Linked DNA regions of Mus musculus: region 2 is linked to region 1. A link is a contact called in public Hi-C data. All regions are on one chromosome and are shown on one strand. Each heading gives the region's core, a stretch centred on a gene start, on an enhancer-like site or on the middle of the called end of the contact. The rest is flanking DNA. Distances are from core to core; before and after follow the strand shown. Region 1 overlaps Fbxl13 (F-box and leucine-rich repeat protein 13). Region 2 overlaps Fbxl13 (F-box and leucine-rich repeat protein 13).

Region 1 (4,650 bases), core at 822-3,321:
AGAAGTAAGGCACAAACTGCTGACACTTAAATACTTCTTTTTCAGAATTTTCTTCTGTGTACAGAAATGTCAGAAATGGAGGTTTGTGTTTTGTTGTTTTAAAGGATGGAATAATACTTTCAAAGTATAATATAACCCACTTTCTTTTGTCTTTAGAAACCCTGAGTCTAGGTTAATAAGGCAGATCAAATACACACACGTAATTTCCCTTGAAGCTCTGCCACGATGGCCGCTGAGCAGTGAGAGTGCAGTAGGATAAGACAAACAGGAGGGACACAGGAGTAAGGAAACTGGGGACTTGAAAATAGGTGAACAGCTTAGGTGACAGAGCCAGCTGGGAATCCATGGGAACCCATGGGAACGCATGCTACAGGAGAGAAAGCTGAGGATGTCTGAGCCATACAATGGGCTTTAAAGCTTGGCAGCAGCACTGACTTCTGGAATGCTGTTAGGAGGGAGTTAAAGTCTGTGTTAAATACTCTAGAGACGCAGCGAGACCCCAGACTTCCTCTGCTCCACATCTCTGGGCAAGACCCCACCCAAACCAGAAGCAGGGACATCCATTTTCTCAACCCTGACAGTTCTGAAGTTCCAGACAAGGAAGTCTTTATTTCCCATCTTGAAAACCAAGAATATCTCCAGACACTGCCAAATGTCCCCTGGAGAGCAAAATTGCCATTGTCTAGAGATAGTGAGGCAGAAGGTCTCTGCAGGGAAAGGCCATGCTGCACTGGGAGTTTGGGTACAAAAGTGAAATGGGGAACAAGGCTCCAGAATTTGGAGAGCAGACAAGTTAGCGTTAGCACTTTCCCTTCTCACTCAGAATTCAGACTGTGGCTGCCAGAACTTCCCTTCAGGCAGGAGATTAGATGCCTCTTCTCTAGAGACCTTGCCAGCCCACAATGTAAGACAGAAAACTCCTGACAGGAGAGTGTTCTCAACCCCCCTCCTAGGTCACCCTTCACTCAGGTTTGGAGCGAGGCCTACACTGTACACTTAGCTCTCACTCAGAGGCCTGCCTTCCGCCGATAGCCGTAAATGCTTCCAGTTTAGATTTCAACATGGTCATATGTCAGTTAGAGGTTTTATAATGGTTAGAAAGAAATGATCAATGGATTTTTTTATCATGCCTGACATGTTGTTGGCTAATGTATACATATATATGTATATATACATACACACACATATATATATGTATATATACATACATATATATGTATATATAGTGTATATATAGCATATATATATTTATAGTGTATATCATCTGTTACTATGCAACCAATTACCCCAAAAATTGATGGCTTAAACTCACATATTTTTTTGAACTTTAAAACCAGATTTATTTGATTTTTAATTCTGTATTTCTATGTGTGCCTATGGGTGCACCCACAGAGGCCAGAGGTGTTGGACTCCCACTGGAGAGTTACAGGCTAAGAGAGTTAAGTAGCTTGATATGGGTGCTGGGAACCAAACTCAGGTCCATTGCAAGGGCAGTACACATTCTCGACCAGAGACATCTCTCTGGCCCAGACCTCTCTTATTTTGTTTGCTCAAACTCCAATGGCCAGCTGGTATCAGTTGGGTGGCTCTTCAATTACCAGCTGAGCTAGGGTTGTCCATGTGGCTGTGACCATCTGCTAGGTCCACTCAAAGCTGGCTGGTATGGTCCTCAGCTGAGAAGAGTTCTTTCATTGGACGTCGTGTTGCCCTCTCACAGGCTCTCTGAGCACTTGCCAGCCACCAGCACCTTCCAAGAAAACACAAGACCAAGCAGACTACAATTGTATTGCATTTTGAAACCCTTTCCAGAATCTAATTAAGACATGCTGTAGAAAGTTCAGAAGTAGTTAGGTTTTAAGGTGATACATTTCTAATACATTGCTAATTTTTAAAGTAATGTGCTTATAGTTCTTCCAAAATAGGAAGTAACTTCATTTAAACAGTTTCCCAGAAATTCAAAGGAAGTCGTGTTAGGAATAAAAATCTGTCCAGTGGGCCAAAGCTAGGATCTTGCATCTGAATCAGGAATACAGCCAACTCATCTCTGTCTCCAATTTCCAGCTCTTGAGTCATACCCCCCACCCCCCGACACACACACACACACACCACCTCCCTACTGAACACACGGAGCTTCCAAACTAGAGATGAGGGCTCCTTTCAAGTCTCTGTGACAAACCCTTCCACTCTGAGCTCCATCTGCCTGGACTGTCCCCTCACCTCAGTGTCCCTCTATAATGACACCAGATCCTCAGAGACTCAATTATTATGGCAGGGATGTCTAAATGAAGTTTTGTGAGAACCAGTTACAATTCTGAGTCTTCGTTCCAGGCATGTTCTGGAAACAGGGAATGCTTAGACAATGACAACATCTACTTTCTCATACTTGAAAAGTAGACATGTCAAACCACGGGGCTTTTCTGCATAATTCTCTTAACTTTACATTAAAAAACAGTGAGCTAAGCCTCATAGTATATGTTTTTTTTTTTTTTAAGCATTCGTATATATAAAGTAGGAAATTGAATCCAGTTGGAAAAATTCCTTTGGGGAGAGTAATCTAACTTACTCTACAACAAATTTCAGTTCAGCCATAAATCAAAAGCCAGACCCCAAGACAGTGAAATAGATTAGAAATGGAGTTGAATTAACTCTGCAGGACAGCTGACAGACTCGGATAGTAGAAGACTGGCCAAGATTTGTCTGAGACTTGCCCGGTCTGTTGCTTCTGTTTATCACCCTCTTGCCGTACAATGACTGCTCTCTGTCCATAACTGGGGCATTTATCCTTTCCTATGACCTACTAGAGATGCCCCAACCATCCGTTCTCATGGTAATCTGATCCTGTATGGAGATGAACATATATATATATATATAAATTTTCTGTAACATAGTGGTATTAAGCATACTTTTCCAAATTGGCAAAGCTTTACAGAGGATTTCAAGCATGAACAGATCTGTTGCTGTAGCATTTCCTAAGTTCCTCATAATGACACAAGAGGTATTAAATTACTAAAGAAAAATTGAGGGTTTCTCATCCAAACCAGAGGATGCTTAAGAACAACAACAAAACAACAAAATCACAAATCTGCTTGGTATCTCTTGAGGCAGGTATTTCACTCTTGCCATGCTTTTATTACTGCACCCTATATAAGATGCTGCCCTCCTGGAGGACAGAGCCACTCACTGACTGCTCCTTACTTTGGCTGTGTTCAGATTACCGATGCAGGGATGGAGATATTATCTGCAAGGTGCCATTATCTGCACATTTTGGATATCTCTGGCTGTATCCAACTTACAGACCAGATCATTCAGGACCTTCAAATAGGCTGCAAACAACTCCGGATCCTCAAGATGCAATTCTGCAAGTCCATCTCTCCGTAAGTAGGCAGCTGGACAGAAAAGGGCTTAGCAGTTCCCGGAGAGCTTGGCGTGTGGCTGTGCCATTTCTGATACACAACTTATATTTTGACTAATTGAAACCAACATTCTGAGTTGAACCAAGCAATTCCTTCTAAAACTAACTTCATAGTTTTATAGTCCTTCTACAGAAGCCTTTAATCTCAGCCCCTTCCTCTTTATGACCAAGCAGGTGCCTAAGTTAATTCTGCCCCTTATCACTGAGCTCTAGACCTGCTGCTGAAATGTATCGCCCCAAGGCATGAGAAAGCAACGACAAGCAGCTCCCTCACCACACACGGGAAACCCTTGCGTCTCATGGGTGTTGGGCTTCCTTCCAGTCTGGAAGCTTCTCTACTTGATGTTTGGACCGCAGACACAGTAATGAGTATTTGCACTGAAGCCTGTAGGTAAAATAGTGAAAGAGCTGGGACGTGAGGGACCAGAATCCAAAAAATGAGCTAACAGAGAAACACATGTTCTGCTGTTCTTTCCCTATGGCTGTGGAAGATGCTCAGGTCACCATCACTCTCGCCTGTGGCCCTGCAGACCACGAGCAGTGACCACACCCAGACCATTTTCCTTCTCTGTACTGAGTCAGAGGTAACTTCCTCCTTATGGTTGTTCCCAGGGTCCTACTATTTCATAAAATGTTTAATACCACCATTTTTATAGACACCCGTGTGACAAGATGGAGGGCAAATGCGTTGTGTGATGCAGTCATCACTTTTATAGAATCTAAAACTCCAAACTGTTAATGAGCACTGAAGTTCCTCTGGCTTGTAGCTGACTGAGGAGGTGTACTGCACAACCCACTACACATTTCCAAACTTAGCAATGAGTATTCGGCTTCATATCAACTGTCTGTGAGTCTCTAAAACCAGTGCTTTTCAGAAACCACAGGTAACATAGAAATTGGTTAGCTTTCAAGTCCTTTGCTTCCTAAGCAGGCATTTACTTTCCTTGTAAGTCAAGGATACTGCGGTCTCTTACTGTAATGTCCTTGTATCGAAGTCAACGTCAGCAGCCCTGGCGCACACACTGTTCAATGGTTTAGTTTTCATTGGAGACCTCGTCTACCTACTTAGTAGTAGTTTATTCCGAGGTATTCTCCCTCCCCCCTCTGTATGTGTGTATATATATGTATGTGGTTTTTTCAGTTATCATGAATGAGATTATTCCCTATTTTTTCCTTATTATGTTATTGGTATAGTTCCTCTTTTGCTTGCTTTATTGCTTTGGCTAGGAATATAAGCA
Region 2 (4,650 bases), core at 878-3,377, 99 kb before region 1:
TGGAGAGACTGAGATAGGAAGATCAGGAATGGCTAGCCTGGGCTACATAAGACTCTGTTTAGAAAAAAGAAAAAACCACATGTGACTATTGATATTCGTGGGTTCTTATTTCATTTTATAGGTAGTCATAAAATATTGTATTTTATAGACTTTTTTCTTCATGCCTTTTTAAAAAGTGAGTTTTAACACTTTTCCTACGTTTATGTTTAGAAAATATACAATATTTTCCTGCCGTTTTTTTCAATGATTACTCGTTTTTAAAATATGTGCTTCTTTAAAAAAATAATTGTGTTCTTTGAAATTTCTTACATATATGTAATGTGTTCTAGTACTCTCTTTCACATTCTCCTGCCTCCCGTCCCTACTAACCCTGCCCTCGAAATCTCTACCACATGCTTTCCCCAGATTCATGACTTTTGCCTTTGTTTTATGACCCGCTCAGTTTACCCAGAGACATCTGCGTGAACACTAGGTTGGAACCATCCACAGGTGAGGCCACTAGTGGACACACAACTGAAGAGCATGGCTGTCCCTCTCCCTGAGTGTATCAGTAGCAAATACTTCAGCGGTGACTGGAGGCGCCTGAGCTGTTCCGCCCATGCCTAGGTGTTGACAGGCCCGTTTTTTTGTGCAGACCCCGCACAGACATCTGCAGCTGCTGAGAGTCCGTGTCCTGCCCAGATGGAGTTAGTTATCCATCGCCCTTCCGTATCTTGCCGCTCTTGCATTCTTCCTGCCTCTCTTCTGCTGCATCCTCTGAGAGCGTGGTATAAATACACTGATTAGGGATAGGCCCTCCGCCATCACATATTCTCATCGTTTTGAAATCTCTGTGCTCACCAGTGTCCACTAGAAAGTATTCTCTCATTAAGGCCAAGAGTAGCTGTAAAAGTTCCGGCTTTTCTATACCTGCCCTTGTTCCTGAATAATGACATGGACACCTTGATAGTTATTAAAGGCTTCAAGCACTACAGCTGGGCAGATTCTGATCTATTCTAACCCGACTATGTTGCCCAGGCCTACTTCCTGAGCCACGAGGGGTTACATGCAGTCTTCCTCTCACTTTGGCTTCGCTGTCTTCTGGTAGACTCCCTGGTCTCCAAGAACCTCAGCCTGTTTCAAGGCACGGAAGTCCCGCCTTCTCTCCTGTCAGCTATAGGCTGATCAGCTCTTTATTGACCAATCAGAAGACGATGAAGAACAATGTTTTACAAAAAAAACAAAACAAAAACCGAGTCAGGAAATACTTCTTAATAAGGACAATAGCCAATGAAGGAGCTAGAGAAAGTAGCCAAAGAGCTGAAGGGGTCTGCAGCCCCATAGGAGAAACAACCATATGAACTAACCAGTACCCCCAGAGCTCCTTGGGACTAAAGCACCAATCAAAGAAAACACATGGTGGAACTTGTGGCTCTAGCTGTATATGTAGCAGAGGATGGCCTAGTCGGCCATCAATGAGAGGACAAGTCCTGTAAAGGTTCTATGCCTCAGTATAGGGGAATGCCAGGACCAGGAATGGGAGTGGGTGGGTTGGGGAGCACGGGGAGGGGGGAGGGGGTTTTCGGAGGGGAAACTAGGAAAGGGGATAACATTTGAAATGTAAATAAAGAAAATATCTAATTATACATATATGTAAATTAATATTATAGCAAGTCCTGGCTGCATCCAGGTCTCTGGGTGCAGATATTAGCATTTGAATACACAGTGCACAAAAACACCCCCTGCAAGTAGCATTTGTCGATGAGTGTAAATATAAATATTCAGAAGGCAGTTTGAGAAGTGTGGAGTGCTTCCTGAGTTTTTAGATCCTCCTCACTCAAGAACTATACTTCTTTGTATTGCTTAACCCGAAGCCAGCACAACATGCACACTTTTTAGGCAATAACAATGTGAACGAATAGGTATAGTTTTCTTCCTGAGCGAAAACCGAATTTAGAATAGTTTAGTCGTGATTGCTCTCTCCATTCTTAGGTTATTATCATCTAGTGTTTAGTCTCTTTAAAATTTGAGAGTGCAGGTGCTGAAGAGGCCAGCAGAGGGCAGTGGGTCCCCTGGAGTGGATGTTACCCGCAGTTGTAAGCCACCCAAATTGGGTCCTCAGGCTCAGCAAAGCATTCTTAACTGTTGAGCAGTCTCTCCTCTAATGCTTTAGTCACACTACTGTTTTACAAGGTTAGTGTGGGTAGCTATGTACTGGTTAGATTCTTTGCTCATCATGAACTATTTGTATCCTCCACCCCTTTGGGGATTTCAATATTCTTCGGAAAGTGTGTGTGTGTGTGTGCACTTTCTCTCTTACTCCTATTTAATTTTAGATTTTAGTCTTTTTTGACAGTATCTTTCTCAAGAATGCTGTCTTCCTTGTATTGATTACCTTAAACTTAAAACTTAGGAGTTTTATGATCACAGTCTGACCAGTGATGTTTTCATTTCTGTTTACGCTTACTGGATTTTCTCCTCGTGTTGGTTAGCCTTTAGTTTTATTTGGGCTTAATTTGTGGCAGTTCTGTAATGCTTGGCTCCAGTTTGTGTCTCTTTAGAGAAAATGATTTATTTCTGACCAATGTCCCAGGGGTTATTTTCAATTTGGAACCATGTTTCATGCTAATATATCAAATCCAGCTGCAAAGATCATAGATTTCAGGTGGATTCCATAAACAGTTAAAGCAGGCATGGCAGCTGGTCTTTGCTTACCAGTTCTTTGGGGGAGGGTTTATTTTTATTCCAACGGCATTATAATGTGTAGTATGTGCCTCTGTTGGATAAGTGTGGTGACTGTCTCCTGTGTCTGCATAGGCTTACAGAGCTCATTTGTCATGAAACCATCCCTATTGCCTTCCAGACACTTGTACCAGGAGTGCTTGTCAGTCTGGATTTATAAACTTTCTTTACTTAAAAAAAAATTCAAGTTATGTTTAAAATTTGTTTTAGTATTTATTGATGTTTTGTATCAAGAATATTTTTTCCCAATCTGCTACTTATCCAGAGATGGAAACCAGATGGGTTTATTGAGCTTTCCTAAGAATATCATAACTTTAGGAAAATGCAGTTCATCTTAGCAATTATTAAATGAGTTCTGTGTTTTAGCTACTATTTAGAGAAAGATCACTAGCTTTCTTCCAGAATACTTCCTTCATGCAGAAAACAAGCATGCTCATCTTTTTGCTATCTTTCTGTAGCTATCAGTTTGAACTATCACATGATCATATTTTCAAGTGGTTTATATAAAACTTTCTACAGAGTTTGCAGCTCAATAGTAATAAAATATTGTAAAGAACTATGAACAGAGACTACATTATAGAGTTCCACCTAGTACTTTGTTTAATTCACTGTAAGAATATAGTTTATGATGCAGCTTTAAAAAAATTCCCAGATTTATGTTTATAAGAGTCTGAGGAAGCCGGGCAGTGGTGACGCACGCCTTTAATCCCAGCATTTGGGAGGCAGAGGCAGGCAGATTTCTGAGTTCGAGGCCAGCCTGGTCTACAGAGTGAGTTCCAGGACAGCCAGGGCTATACAGAGAAACCCTGTCTCGAAAAAACAAAAAAACAAAAAACAAAAACAAACAAACCAAACCAAAACAAAGAAAACATTCCTCCCTTGAAATGTAACTCTAGCCTTATCTAATATACAGAAGATATTGCTGTTAACACACACACACACACACACACACACAATGGAAGAACTACACCAAAATTCAGGTATCAGTCAAAATGATGTTTTTCTTCTCTGTGTTTAGATTTTCTTGTACCTCACCTTTAAAGACATGATGGCGTGCAGTCGAGTCAACCGCTCCTGGATGGCGATGATTCAGAGAGGCTCCTTGTGGAACTCTGTGAGTAGCCGTGCAGGGCACTGTGGTCTTCTCACGGGCACATGGGGATTGTCTTCCGGAAGGCCCTGTAGTAAGGGGGCCTCCTTCCTGCTCCCCCACCCTTCTCTGTGGCCATCATCAGAAAGGGCTTTTTGTTTGTGTTTTTGGTTTGTTGGCTGTTTGGTTTTGCTGGAGGAAGAGGTAGAAATTTAGAGTAACAGTATCTTAAGAGATGTATCTGAATTTTAAATTTTAAATGGTGGAATATGTGAGTTGGATATTCTTTTTAGACTGAAGCAAAGACCCATTTTGCTGGGTAAGCTACACCTTACCCTTGCCTCGTTATTTGTCAACTTCTTCCTGCTGATGAAGGCAGGTTCTACGTTGAGCTCTTACTATGAGAAAGAAAACTTTTAAAAAGGAAGCATTTGAGCAATAATCCCAGCACTCAAGAGTGAGGCAGGCAAAGCTCTGAGTTCAAGGTCAACCTGGTCTACTTAGTGAGTTCTAGGACAGCCAGGGCTATATAGTGAGACACTGCCTTAACCCTTCCTACTCCTCAAAAAGAAAAAGAAAAAAAACTTTATTATTAGTTTTTTATAATTATTTTATGTGTATGGGTATTTTACCTCCATCTGTGTGCCACCTGCACGCCTGGTACCTGCCATGCTGAAGAGGCATTATATTCTTCGGGAAGGGAGTTTCAGAAGACTGTAAGCCATCTCATGACTGCTAGGAACTGAACCTGGCTCCTCTAGAAGAGCAGCCAGTGCTCTTACCACTGAGCCATCTCTTTAGCCCTGGGGGCGGGGGGAACAGTTAGAGTGTATGATTTG

Evidence for each region. A called contact is a pair of places that touch in the nucleus more often than the background predicts.
Region 2: a contact with region 1 is called in a Hi-C map of muscle stem cells, with 3 times the contacts expected there. The contact joins two enhancer-like sites. A contact is called at or near these places in 3 of 15 datasets of contacts at CTCF or cohesin (the NIH/3T3 cell line, large pre-B cells and pro-B cells), 20 of 484 Hi-C or Micro-C datasets (the 3T3-L1 cell line, B cells, the C2C12 cell line and 12 more) and 6 of 115 datasets of contacts at active chromatin or transcription factors (the NIH/3T3 cell line, bone marrow-derived dendritic cells, embryonic fibroblasts and 3 more).

The regions. Positions count from the first base shown.
Region 1 is chr5:21,484,937-21,489,586 of GRCm38.p6, reverse strand. Fbxl13 (F-box and leucine-rich repeat protein 13) reads left to right here. Exons shown (of 21, transcript NM_001199632.1): 20 at 3,211-3,374. It also overlaps a transcript of Fam185a not described here. Among named protein-coding and RNA genes, the nearest start is that of Lrrc17, 56 kb to the left of the region's middle. Within about 2 kb of position 2,071, at least 42 of the 459 cell types and tissues checked have an H3K27ac peak or open chromatin away from gene starts, as enhancers often do. A contact at or near this core is called in the C2C12 cell line, the NIH/3T3 cell line, fibro-adipogenic progenitors and 1 more, where this site is marked.
Region 2 is chr5:21,584,383-21,589,032 of GRCm38.p6, reverse strand. It overlaps Fbxl13 (F-box and leucine-rich repeat protein 13), which reads left to right. Exons shown (of 21, transcript NM_001199632.1): 8 at 3,740-3,835. Among named protein-coding and RNA genes, the nearest start is that of Lrrc17, 43 kb to the right of the region's middle. Within about 2 kb of position 2,127, at least 40 of the 459 cell types and tissues checked have an H3K27ac peak or open chromatin away from gene starts, as enhancers often do. A contact at or near this core is called in the C2C12 cell line, the NIH/3T3 cell line, fibro-adipogenic progenitors and 1 more, where this site is marked.